2 separate regions of the Sus scrofa genome follow, and region 1 is linked to region 2. Evidence: chromatin contacts called from public promoter capture Hi-C data. All regions are on one chromosome and are shown on one strand. The core of a region is the stretch at or near the end of the contact, and the rest is flanking DNA. Distances in the headings are between cores, read along the strand shown.

The links. Promoter capture Hi-C pulls out the DNA fragments that hold promoters and counts their contacts.
Region 1: a contact with region 2 is called in a promoter capture Hi-C map of liver, with 2.7 times the contacts expected there. The contact joins the promoter of HEATR1 here to the enhancer-like site in region 2. A contact is called at or near these places in 2 of 5 promoter capture datasets (fetal skeletal muscle and liver), 3 of 47 Hi-C or Micro-C datasets (epiblast stem cells, liver and skeletal muscle) and 2 of 2 datasets of contacts at active chromatin or transcription factors (alveolar macrophages and skeletal muscle).

The regions. Positions count from the first base shown.
Region 1 is chr14:54,818,029-54,824,613 of Sscrofa11.1, reverse strand. HEATR1 (HEAT repeat-containing protein 1) reads right to left here and starts at 3,541. Exons shown (of 46, transcript XM_021073757.1): 1 at 3,408-3,541; 2 at 3,014-3,188; 3 at 2,272-2,488; 4 at 1,380-1,521; 5 at 1-47. The coding sequence starts at 3,155.
Region 2 is chr14:54,623,197-54,630,090 of Sscrofa11.1, reverse strand. It overlaps MTR (methionine synthase), which reads left to right. Exons shown (of 33, transcript XM_021073435.1): 7 at 1,471-1,530; 8 at 2,259-2,353; 9 at 6,459-6,559. Among named protein-coding and RNA genes, the nearest start is that of MTR, 26 kb to the left of the region's middle. Within about 2 kb of position 1,455, at least 6 of the 83 cell types and tissues checked have an H3K27ac peak or open chromatin away from gene starts, as enhancers often do. A contact at or near this core is called in liver, where this site is marked.

The DNA.
Region 1 (6,585 bases), core at 2,292-4,791, 190 kb before region 2:
TAGCAGTGGGTAACCAAAGTTCCTTTAGCTAAGGGCACTCCAGATTGCTATTATAGATGGAAAGAACCAACCATTACTAAGGACATTCATCAACTCATGATTATTTTTTAAAGTAATGACCAAAAAAAAGCTTCATGCTGCTGGTTCATAAATACAAAACACAGCCTCTCCTCATAGTTATAAGGTGGAAATTTAAAAGAGAAGGGCCAACAATAAGTGTGGCGGCACCTGATGAAAAATGCCTACTTATCATGTGCTGCATTTTATGCGTAGTTATCTGAATCTGGATTCTCCATATTCTTAGTAACGCTACCCATTAGACTGGGTTTTTGAGCCAGTGTGATATGGTTTTGTCGCTGCTTTACAGTAACACTAGAAACAAATAGACTAGGAAGCCAGTCAACTCATACTACTCTTCCTACTGCCTAGCACTGCACATGGCATGTGTTAAGTGCTCAATAAACATGGAATAAATCAATAAAAGGGTCATTTGACGTGAACTTTGATAGGTGGGTTTGCGTACTTGAAACAATTGTGTCTAAAGAACAGCAGGATCTGTGTGTAGACCAGGGAAAAAATGATTTTGATGTTATCAGCAGAGTGAATACCGAATAGATTTATTTTAAGATACTTTATTTTAGGTTGGCCTTCTCTTTTCTTTAGCTCAAATGCTTTACATTCAAACTCTTATTAAAAATTCCCATGCCTTTTTTTTTTTTTTTTAACTAATTCTGATCATGGACCTCACTGTCATCACCCATAAAGTTAACTCCTTCCAAAGTCCCAGTCTGTTTCATCCCCATTTGTTTTCCCTTGAGCCCAGATCACTGCACTCAACCTTCAGTTAAATTCCAGCTAACAACATACATTTACTTTCTTCTACTATTGATGGAAACAAAGTGACAATGCAAGTCAGTTGTTTTACTATAAACTCATGCAAAATGATCCCAGCCAGAGCCTTCCCATAAGGCAAACATTCTACTATTCATCTGTAAATTAATACCCAACATCTTCTGTACAACTTGAATAATTTCCTGAAGTCCTTCAAGTTGTCCCTACTCTTTTAATTTTTGTAAATATTTTTTTGTTTTTCTTCACCTCTAACTTTTTGAAGCTTTCCAGTTTCAAAATTTAAAATGCCACACAGCATGGCACAGTGGAAAGACAAGCTTCAGAGTCAGATCTGGACTCAAATCCATTAAGTTACTTGAGCCTGTCCTCATCTGTCAAAACAGAGTTTTGTGAGAATCCAAGATAATAAAAGTGATGGAGATAATATTAGACTACTCTCAGGAGCACTAATGACTTGATTTTTTCCAAATTATATCTTTAATTAAGGATTGCAATGATTATAGATATGTGTCATTCAACAATCATACCTTAACTGGCAACAGCCAGAACCATTTGTGCTTTGAATTATTAATTTTTAGAAGCTGTATAACTCGCACAAATATTCTTGTCTCGTGGTATGGCAGAATGCAAGCGATGAGGCTATCTTGATTATAAAGATGGATATGGAACCTGGGGAAAAAAGCAAACAGGTAGAGGTGACACAAAACTTAAAAGCATGTCTTTCCTCACATGTCCAAACTGTGTATCAATGAAATGAACTAAACCCATTTAAAATAACCAAATAACCATAATCACGGTATAGAGCACTTAATAAGCATTAAAGTACTCCTCAACAGAGAGTACTATACTCCCTGTACTAACAATACTATTCTTATGTAGTAGCATTTTAAAATATCAGGAATTCCTGTTGTGGCAGGCTAACAGAAGCATCTCCCCACTGAATGATGTGAGCACCAAGATAATACATGCAAAGTGCTTACCACAAGGCCTGGTGTATAAATGTTCAATACACATTAGCCACTACTATTTTTCTTAAGTTGGGGTATTTTAGATAATACCATTATCCTCTTTCCAAACCATTTTTTTTGTTGTTGTTGTTATTTTGGCGAGAAAGAAATTTTACTAATAACCTTTGTTCCAAATATGCAGTGACAATTTAGAACAGCAAACTGACATGAACTCCTTAGAACTAATGAGGTTAGACTACATACCCAAGATCTTTAATAGTTCTACTTTTCACTATTGGTAAAAATGAGTTCAATAATAGAAGGGCATGCTTATCTCACCCAATACAAATCATGTTAACCTCCTGATACACCTAATTTTTCAACTTTAAATTGATAAATGTTCTCGCTACTTGATTTTTAAAAGAGATCAATGTTAGCAGCCCATAATTACTTTTGTAATTCCATTTGCTACCTGTGAATCAACCACTCCAGACACTTCTGTGCTGGCTTCAGCAGGAAGTAAGGGGACAAGTGAATAAGAAATAATGAAATGTTTTCATCCAGCTGTTTGTTCACTGTTTTGGTCTGAACGCTGCGCTCCAAGGTTTTTGCTAGCTGGCTGAACAACGGTGCTTCAAACTGTTCAAAGGAAGGATCAATTCCAAGCAGCTCTTCCAGGCCAGTGCATCCTAGGAAAAGGCCAGTTAAATTAACAAATCTTTGCAAGCAAACTCGTCTTACTCTTCTTTTACTGTTTTACTTATCCCTAAAAATGTGAATTCTTTTAGCACATGTAATCTGTAATACAGTCCCAAACACAGGTTTCTAGTTTCCAACAAAGAAAATAAGTTCCATCCTCATGAATCAGGAAAATAGAAAGTACCCCTGGCAGGGGGCCTTCTTTTTTTCCTCAATACAATTTCAATATTATAACCTGACTAATCCGGGGAAGACACCTCCCCTAACCTCCAGCCACTTTTAGCTGTTCTTCCTCTCTACTCCTTAACTTTATCTGTGGAATTCAAGTTCCGCTGCCTATAGACACACTTAAGACATCTTAACAAGTGACTGCTATTTTCTTTCCTTTAATAAAATTAAGTCAAGTTAGCAAGTTAGAAGCCGCTAAGGAAGAGGGCGGGTCAGAAAACAAGAAAATACAGCAACACCCAGGACGCAAGCTTCCCAGAGTTTTTTTAATTTAAAGGGTAGCTCACCAATGGCAAAGGCCGTGTCCCTGTCGACGGTGGCCGCTTCCTTGGGGTCAAACAACAAAGAGGCAACTTCATCTCTGGATAAGAGACTGGGATCACTTTGAGGGAGAGCGAGTCTCTGGAGCTGCTGGGCTAAGGACGTCATCTTTCACGCCAGAGGACTTCTAAAAAACGCAGGCTAAGAAACATAACCACCGTGAGAAGCGTCCACAAAATCTTAAGGTGGCTTAACCGCAAATAGCAACTTTCCTCCGCACGCAGCGCGGTCGCGGACACTACAGCAACAGCGTTAACAGCTGAAGTACAGCCTCAGCGGCCGCGCCACGCGTGTCTCAGCCCCGAATCCGCGGAGACTCGAAAACCCGCGATGCCGCCCAGACCCACAACTCTTGCTCACCTGGAGCTCGACTTCGGGCAGGATTTAGAAGCCTGCGAATCTTCACAAGTGCTCCCACATGGTACCAAAAAAATCCAGCTTTCGCCCGGAAATGTAAAGCACGCCTTAGGCGAGCTTCCGGTTTCGGGCACTACGGCAAGAGAAGAGGTACAAGCTTGCCAAATTGAGAAAAGTCGACTCCACCTCCCGGCGGCGAAACTCCGCCCCCCCGCCGCGCCAGACTTTAGGCTCGGAATCCCGACCCTACCGTGGGGTAGCGGTCGATTCTCGGCAGGTAGCTGGAAGTTACCGTTTCTGGGTGGGCCTTTTGTGAGCCTTAAGGTCTGTAGCAGGAATTATTCATTCAATACATATTTATCCAGCTTTAAGGACCAGCAGCATCGCGCAGTGGTTAAAACTGTGGGCTGTGAACTCACAGCCCGAATTCACAGATCCGTGCGAGCCCCTTCCTTTTACAAACAATATCTTTTCCTGTGGCTTTGCTTTAACAAAGAAAAGCATCTTTTCGGTTATTTCTACAGATCTCCAACATGTGGTGTTGATTGCCTTGTGTAGAATAACACGAGTTTTTTAAGTGCCGGTGTACATCTTTCATCCTTACATTTGAGCTACACCGAATTCTCATTTCTCAGTTTATCTTCTCTAATAAGGTGGAAACAGGCTGAGAATTTCTTGATAGGAGCTGGTCTCAGTGCGAGCTGCCCTGTAAATGCTGGGCACAACCGTTCTGGAGCTTGGGGCCATCCCATCCCTGCAGTTGGCATTCCTGAAGACCACGCGCTGTTGTTTTTTGTTTTGTTTTTCACTGACCCTGGATATCATTTACAAACTAAATCTCAAACTTTAGCTATTTGATGAGTTTTTAACAAAAAAGTAAGTAGGCATCTCTCTCTCCCTCTCCCCATTCCAGACATAGGAAGTTTCCATCACTTTGCGCCTTTGCTGTGATGCCCACTCCACTCCTTGCTCAAGGTAACCAACCATTGGTCTTGGTGTCACTGTAGGCCGATGTTGCCAAAGAGTTTCCCCTATGGATGGATATACTGCAGTCTGTGGAGAGAGCGCTCTGTGCTGCCTCCCCAGCTTCTCTGAGAAGGTGCAGAGAGGCAGGATTGAGACGGGATGTCCTACCCACCTTTTTTTGGATGCTTTCCTTTCTCTTAGAAGGTGGAGCTTTTCCGTGACAAGATGTCAGTCGTCTTCACTGGCGATGGCTGGAAACATAGTTCCAATCTGGGGGCCTCCCTTCTGTACTTCTGAAGATCTCTTCCTTTTACAAACACTATCTTTTGTTGTTGCTTTGCTGTAACAAAGAACAAAATCGTTTTGGTTGTTTCTACAGATTGTTAGTGATCTTCAACATGTGGTGTTGACTGCCTTGCATAGAATAACATGAGTTTTTAAGTTCCGGTGGTACCTCTTTCATCCTTACAAATAGATGTCTCAAATGAATTTTTTTCGTTCTTTATAAAAGCAGTCAGCTTTGGGAGAAATGAAAGTAGTGAGAAATAAATATCAGGCAGGTCTGTTTTATCCACAAGGCATATTTGGTTTTTTCTCACTAAAAAAATCCTCATTTTTTTAAAAACTGCATTTATTTATTTATTTTTAAGGCTGCACTTGTGGCACATGGAAGTCCCCAGGCTAGAGGGTGAATTGGAGCTTCAGCTGCTGGCCAGTGCCAACAGCAATACCAGATCCTAGCCTGTCTGAGAACCTGCACCACAGCTCAGAGCAGCGCTAGATTCTTAACCCACTGAGTGGGGCCAGGGTTGCAACCCGAGTCCTCATGGATTCTAGTCGGGTTCGTTACCACTGCACCACAACAGGAACTCCCAAATCCTCATATTTTTAAAAACTTTATCAAAGCGAAAATAAACAGAAAAGTGCCATGGTATTTGGTTCAATTATCTTTATATCAGTTCCAAGGGTATGTGATATCGTGCTTAATTTTACTTTGTTTTGTTTTGTTTTTGGCCACACTCAGGCATGAGGAAATTCCTAGGCCAAGGACTGAACCTGTGCCACAGCAACAACTGGTGCAGCTGCAGTGACAACACCAGATCCTTAATTCACTATGTCACAAGAACACTCCTGAATTTTACTTTGGAAGTAAATTAGGAAAGTATGAAGAACAAGTCAGATATTTGTAAGTGTAATAATGTTTTTTAAAAAAGCTTTGGTTTGAAGAAATACGTTGTGATCTTAAAGTATATCTTTTGGGCTGCACTCATGGCGTATGGAAGTTACCAGGCTAGGGGTCAAATCCGAGCTATAGCTGCACGCCTATGCCACAACAACCGGGGATCCAAGCTGCGTCTGTAACCTACACCACAACTCACAGCAACGCCGGATCCCCAACCCACTAGGCTAAGCCAGGGATCAAACACACATCCTCACAGATACTAGTCAGATTCGTTTCCACTGAGCCACAACAGGAACTCCCCTCAAAGTAGATCTTTTTCTCCATTTTAAGAGAATCCTTTGGATATATTTGTGATTGTTTTCTGATTATAGCCTCCTCAGTTTTTGTGATCATAACCCTGTCTCCCAGTTTGATTATTTAGCAGAAGACCAGAGCAAGCTTTCTTTCTCAGTTGTTATTTGAATTTAAAATATCCTTTATAGTTCATTGTAACTCTGCAATCCTTTTCATACCTTTTACCATTTTTCATTCTTTAAATCCAAAATTTTAGCCATAGTGATACATATTTCTTGATGTAAGGGTAAATACTATTTTCAGAGATGTTATTTTAACTATACTTTCTTCTGATGCGGGAGTATCATATGGCAGAGTAATGAATTCTGCCTCTTATTTCAACCTTTGTTCATGGCAAGGACTCTACCCCATTTGTAAGAGTGACCTGAATGAATGAATTGGGTTGTTTTTTTTTTTTTTTGGTTTTTTGTTTGTTTGTTTTTGTTTTTGGCTGTGCCCACGGCATGCAGAAGTTCGCAGAGCAGGGACTGAACCTTCACCACAGCAGTGATAACGTCAGGTCCTTAACCTACTAAGCCACAAGGGAACTCCATGAATTAGTTCTTTTTATTTATTTATTTATTTATTTTATTTTTTTGCCTTTTTGTCTTTTGTTGTTGTTGTTGTTGCTATTTCTTGGGCCGCTCCCGCGGCATATGGAGGTTCCCAGGCTAGGGGTTGAATCGGAGCTGTAGCCAC
Region 2 (6,894 bases), core at 206-2,705:
ATGGGTCCTAGTCGGGTTCATTAACCACTGAGCCACAGAGGAAACTCCCCATTTTTATTTTCGAACATTTTAAACTGAGTCCAGTAGAATGAAGGAAACTTCAAAAGGTTATTTTTCTTTCACAAAATGTTTTTTAAAAAAATTATGGAACTGAATATTTTTATATAGTTACTTTATGTACATAGGTAATAATTATATGTGCATGGTTCTAAAATTCAAATTTACATAAACATATGGAGTGAAAAGTAAATATGCTTCCATATCCTATTCCCGGGAATCCAGCCGTCTTCCTCAGGGACAGTGAGTGGTCCTGGAAGAGGTTGCATGCAGATAAAAGTGTGCGTATATGTATGCGTTTGTGCTTATATTCCTTATATTTGTACAAAAGTATGTAAGTGTGTGGAATAGAAAGCAGATATCCTCATGTATATGTTTTTGCACAGTGTATCTGAGGGTAAGTTTCTACAAGTGAAATTGCTGGGTCAAAGGGTATGGGCAATGCTTATTTTGATCTTTAGTGTCAGATTAACCTCCAAGATTGAACTCATTTATACTGTAGTCAGCAAGCAGTGTGCAGTAGTGCTGCCTTCACCATACCGTCTGTCTTGAACTTCTTGCTCTTTTTCAATCCAAAAGGTGAAAAGCACTACCTCACTGTAGTTTTAATTTGTATGGTTGTTCCCTCCACGTGTGCGGGTTGCCATGTGGAAGGGCCCTGAGCATTGGAGGGTCTCGGTGTCTGTGGGTGGGTCCTGGAACTTAACAAAACATGGACAGGACAGATTGACGTGAGATTGTGCCTTTATAGCCCGTTCTAGCCATTTTAGCTATTCTAGTTTGTACTCTTTTCTGCAGGGAGGCACACTGTGGGTTCCTGTCCCTGCTGTGTGTATGTGAGGCTGTGGAAAGGAGAGGCTTCGTCATTATGTATTTTTATTTTTATTTATTTTTTGTCTTTTCTAGGGCCGCTCCTGTGGCATATGGAGGTTCCCAGGCTAGGGGTCGAATCGGAGCTGTAGCCACTGGCCTACACCAGAGCCACAGCAAGGCAGGATCCGAGCCGCGTCTGCAACCTACACCACAGCTCACGGCAATGCCAGATCCTTAACCCACTGAGCAAGGCCAGGGATCAAACCCGCAACCTCATGGTTCCTTGTCGAATTCATTAACCACTGTGCCATGATAGGAACTCCCTTCATTATGTATTTTTAATTTTGACGGAGAGGAAGAAGAGTTGTTCTTCAGCTCTCCTCAGAGGACCCCTGGTTGGGTGAACTTGCCATCAGCATTGGTTTGTTGTGACATGTGCCTCAGGAAAGGCTGCCGGGAGCATGAGTTTCTTTTCCCTGGAGAACATGACTGTATCTTATCTGAAGAGGTCTTGGTAGCAGGAGTGTTCTGCTCCGCCACCTAGACTGACCTTTGACACAGTCTCTCAGAGTTGAAAATGTCCTTTTTTCCCCCTGACAGGCAGCTTTGTTCGCAGTCCAGAAACTTTTTGAAGAGGAGTATGCTCCCCGACCTATCTTTGTAAGTTCTAAATTATTTGCATGGTGAACTTTGTTCTTTGCTAATATTGTCATTTTGAGGGTGGGGTTTTTGTTTTCCTGGCATGGACCTATTCTATTGACAGTACCTTTTAGGAAGCACCTGTCTTAATCTCCTCAGACCACCACCTCTAGACCAGTCACAGCCTTATCTGTAGCATGTGGAGAGTGGGTGGGTCCAGAGGTGGTTGTGAAGGCAGGCTGTTCCATAGAAGCCTGGCTGAACTGGTCCTCGAAGCCAAGGCTCCCTCTTGTTAGGGCCCGAGGAGGGACAGGCTTGGTGCTGATGGTGAGGCCACCAACAGAGGCTGCAGAGTGCCAGCTTATGAAAGCAATGGGCAGCCACCTGGCCGGGTGAGAGTATACTAAAATCAAACAAGGGGCGTTAGACACACCAGATGTTTAACAGCAAGAGCAGGATAACCTGAGTTATTGTGGGTGAGTCTTCTCCCATAGGCCCAGAGGTCTGAACCCTGGAGCTTTTCCGGGCTCTGCTTTTGCCTCCATGACTTTCCCTTTTCTATGCTTCTGTGGCTTTCCAAGGCCTCCCCTGGGCCCTTGGCATTCATCTGTTCTGACTGCCTTGGGGTCGGAGTGCCACAGTTCTCTTTTTTGTATGGGAACAGAGAAAATCACCTTACTCACTTTGTTCTGTTTCTGTGACTGTGTCTTAAGTCTGTGTTGTTGACTGGATTTACTGTGTCAATTCAGATTTCAGGGACAATTGTTGATAAAAGTGGGCGGACTCTCTCTGGCCAGACCGGAGAGGCATTTGTCATCAGTGTGTCTCATGCAGACCCCCTCTGGTGAGTACGCATTCCTGACCCCACTCCTTTGGGGAGGTCTCTTTTGCTGGCTTCCAGACATTGACCCGAGAGGGGGTGTCTTTCTGCATGTTTCCACGGTTCCACTTGCATGAGGTATTGGCCTTCCTTGAGGTACAGTCCAGCAGCCCTTAGGACTTCAGAAGACCACTGCCTAAATGGGTCAGTTTGAGGGAATGGGGGAGTTCTCCTGCCTCCTGGGCCAGACAGATAGTTGTCTGTAAGTGTTCCCCTTTGAGTTTAAGACTGGCTGGGCCCAGTGAAAACACTTTAAATCTGTTATCAGCTCTTAGATTTTGGGAGCAGTGCTCTGCAAGGTTTTTACACTCTCTGTTTGCGGAGCAACCAGAAGCAGTCTGGCCTGGAATGAGGTGGGAATTCTAAAGCTCACACTTTTATCTTACCGTAGCCGGAGTTCCTCTGTGGTGCAGCAGGTTAAGGACCTGGCATTGTTACTGCCGTGGCTCAGGTCTCTATTGTGGAGCAGATTCAGTCCCTGGCCTCCGAACTTCCATATGCCATGGGTGTGGGCCCCCCCACCCCGCCAAAAAAAAATTAACATGACTTTTACAGTATATTTTAAAGTAGAGCATCTCCCTATTTTTCTGATCACATGGGTTCACTTATGTACTGTGAGTGAGATGGAAGCTCTGAGAGTACATGCGACTTCCGCCTACACCTCCTCCTGCACTTCTGCTGGAGGCCGTGCCTGCCGCCTATCCTCACCCCACACGTGAGCCTTTCAGACTCATCTCTGGAGTCCGCTCCTGGGTACCTTCTTCTCTTACCAGCCCAGACTGATGTTCTTCTCAGAGCACTCTGTTTACTTTTATTATAGCCTTGGCCACAAAAATAAGAGTCATAGATCTTTGTTGAGAATTTGCTTTGTGCCAGCCTTCATTCTAAGTTTGTTTTGAGAGTTCTCTTTTAATTCTGGCAATAACACCTCCAGGTAGCTGTTGATGTTCAGATCTTTTGCTTATTTTTTTAGTTGGGTTGTTTTCTTGTTTGTTTGTCCATTTTGACTGCCCCATGGCATATGGAGTTCCCAGGCCAGGGATCAGATCCGAGCCGCAGTTGTGAACTACACCACAGCTGCAGCAACAGTTGGATCCTTTAACCAACTCACCGTGCCAGGCTGGAGATTGAGCCCATGTCCTGCTGCCAATCCATTGTGTCACAGTGGGAACTCCTGTTGTTGTTTTAAGAATTAAAAAAAGAATATTTTGGATTCCAGATGTGTGTTTTGTAAATATTTCCTCCCCGTCTGTGGTTTGTTTTTTCATGCCCTTAACCATATCTTTCGCTGAGCAGACGTTTTTAATTTCAGTGACATATAGCTTATCAATTTTTTTTTTCATAGAGTCTACTTTTGGTGCTGTACCTAAAAACTCATTGTCAAACTCATGGTCACCTATATTTTTCTATGGTGTTACTTTATATATATCTTTATATCTTTAATAGTTTTACAGTTTACATTTAGATCTATGATCTATTTTGAGTTAATTTTTATAAAAGTTGTTAAGATCTGTGTCTAGATTAAATTTTTTTAATGTGAATGTCCCGTTGTTCTAGCACCATTTGTTGAAAAGGCAGCCCTTTTTCCATTGAATCGCCTTTGCCCCTTTGTCAAAGATCAGCTGACTGTATTTGTGTGGTTCTATTCCTGGACTCTGTTCTGTTTCATTGATCTATTTTTGCTCAAATACCAGAGATTCTCTCAACTTTTCAATGAATCTTGAAGTCCAGTAGTGTCACTCCTTCAACTCTGTCCTTATCCTTCAAGAATTGTATTAGCTATTCTGGGTTGTTTACTTCTCCGTGTGAACTTTAGAATCTTGCTAGAATTTTGATTGACCATTGCGTGAATATATATAAAGTTGGGAAGAATTGACATCTTAACAATGTTGAGTCTTCCTGTTCATGAACATAAAATCTCTATTTATTTAGTTCTACCTTGAGTTCTCACATAAGTTTTGTAGTTTTCCTCTCATAGATCTTGTACATATTTTGTTAGTTATACACACATATTTCATTTTTATTTCAAATTTCAATTGCTCATTGCTAGTATGTAGGTAAACAATTGACTTTTTTATATTACCTTTGTACCCTGCAAATCTTGGTATAATTCCTTATTGATTCCAAGAGTTTTTTTGGTTGATGCTCTAGAATTTTTTACAGACAGTCTTATCATCTTTGAACAGTTTGTTTTTTTTTCTGTTCCAACTCATATACCTTTTATTTTCTGTTGCCTCACTAAGGACTTCCAGCATGATGTTTGGTCAGAGATGAGGGTGGGCATTCTTACCTTGTTCCTGATCTTATGGGAAAGCATGTAGTTTTATATCATTAAGTATGATGTTAACTGTAGGTTTTGGTAGATGTTCTTTATCAAGTTGAGAAAGTTCCCTCCCCTCTGTTCCTAGTTTACTGAGAGATTTTATCACAAGTGGGAGTTGGGTGTTTGTTAAATAAACTTTTTGTTTTGGAATAATTTCAGATTTACAAAAATGTTGCAAAGATAGTACAGAGAATACCCATATGCTCTCCATCTAGTTTATTCTAATGTGACAACTTACATTAACTATGGTACTTTTGTCAAAACTGAAAGTGTATTACTTAACTAAACTTCAGACTTTCTTCAGGTTTCAGGTTTTTCCACTAGTGTCCTATTTCTGCTCTAGAATCTACTCTAGTATATCACCTTGCACTTAGAAATCATAGTAAAAGAAAAAAAGTAAATATGAAAAAATAAAAGATGACATAGTCCAGTAGCTTCATAATTAATTCTTGAATTCCTAAAGGCCTCAGTGGCTCCCACTGAGACTGATTTTTGGAGGGATTTTTAGTGGCTCTGCTTTTATCTGTTTTATTTGTGTCCCAGTAAGTTTCATTTGCAAGACAGAGAGCTCCTTCATTTACAAATAAAGCCTACTTAATGTGTAAGGGGACAAATTCTAAGTCTGAGGTCACCTTGCAAGTCAGTTGGAGCAAGAATTAAGTCTTCTAGACTCTCAAAGTAGCTCATACTCTTTTTTTTCTTTCTTTTTTTTTTAAATGTCTTTTTTTTTTTTTTGTCTTTTTTTGCCATTTCTTGGGCCGCTCCCACGGCACATGGAGGTTCCCAGGCTAGGGGTCTAATCGGAGCTGTAGCTGCCAGCCTACGCCAGAGCCGCAGGATCCGAGCTGAGTCTGCAACCTACACCACAGCTCACGGCAATGCCGGATCCTTAACCCACTGAGCAAGGCCAGGGATCGAACCCGCAACCTCATGGTTCCTAGTCGGATTCGTTAACCACTGAGCCACGACGGGAACTCCTTTTTTTTCTTTTTTTCTTTTTAGGGCCACACCTGCAGCATATGGAGGTAGGTTCCCAGGCTAGAGGTCCAGTTGGAGCTACAGCCACTGGCCTGTGCCATAGCCATGGCAATGCAGGATCTGAGCCAGTTTGCGACCTACACCACAGCTCATGGCAACACTAGACCCTTAACACACTGAGCGAGGCCAGGGATTGATCCCACAACCTCATGGTTCCTAGTTGGATTCGTTTCTGCTGTGCCAGGATGAGAACTCCAGCTTCTATATACTCTTAATATTCCTTTTACCTCCAAGATTTTCCTTTCTCTTTCCAGTTACATGTTTATTAGCAATGGTAGTTTGCCAATATTTCTTTTTATTTATTTATTTATTTGGTTGCACCTGCAGCATGCAGAAGTTCCTGGACCAGGAACTTATGCCACAGCAGGGACCCAAGTGCTACAGTGACACCACCAGATCCTTAACCCACTACCATGCAAGGGAACTCCTACAGACATTTCTATTTCATGGTATACCATTAACTAAACTGTGAACTTATTTAAGGAGTCATATCTAAGGTTGTCTAATGTTGGAGACATGAGCAGAAATATTGGTGCTGCAGGGGACTTCAGTGAGATGACTTTGACTGCAGCTGAATAGATGTGCTTTGAATCAGGAGATTTATTATCTGCTTGGTTTTAAATGTCCTCCACTCTTTATCATAACTTTTTATATATTGTAAATGTCTAGAATAAAAAATGTATTTCTAATATCTTTCTGTTTTTCCAGCATTGGATTAAATTGTGCTCTGGGTGCAGCCGAAATGAGACCTTTTATTGAAACAATTGGAAAATGTACAACGGCCTATGTCCTCTGTTATCCCAATGCAGGTGTGTGTTTCAAGGGAGTCACACATAGGAAAATCCAAATACAAAAGACCTGGGCAAATAGGGTAACAGATTTTGATTAAAAAAATTTGCTTTGCAGGTTTTAGTATGTGGTTGACTTTGAATAGGAATTTTCTAAGTGAAGAATACTTGGATCTAGACCACTGTTTCCCTTTAAACTTGAAGGAACAGTTTGGCTCAGCCTGAAAGTGACAGAAGTGGACATAATTTGGGGGAATGAAGCCTATTTGCAAACTGACCAGCGCATTGTCTTTGGTGACAGTGCTGGCCATACGGACTTGGCCACAGAAATAAATGCAAAGAACATGAGAGAGAGA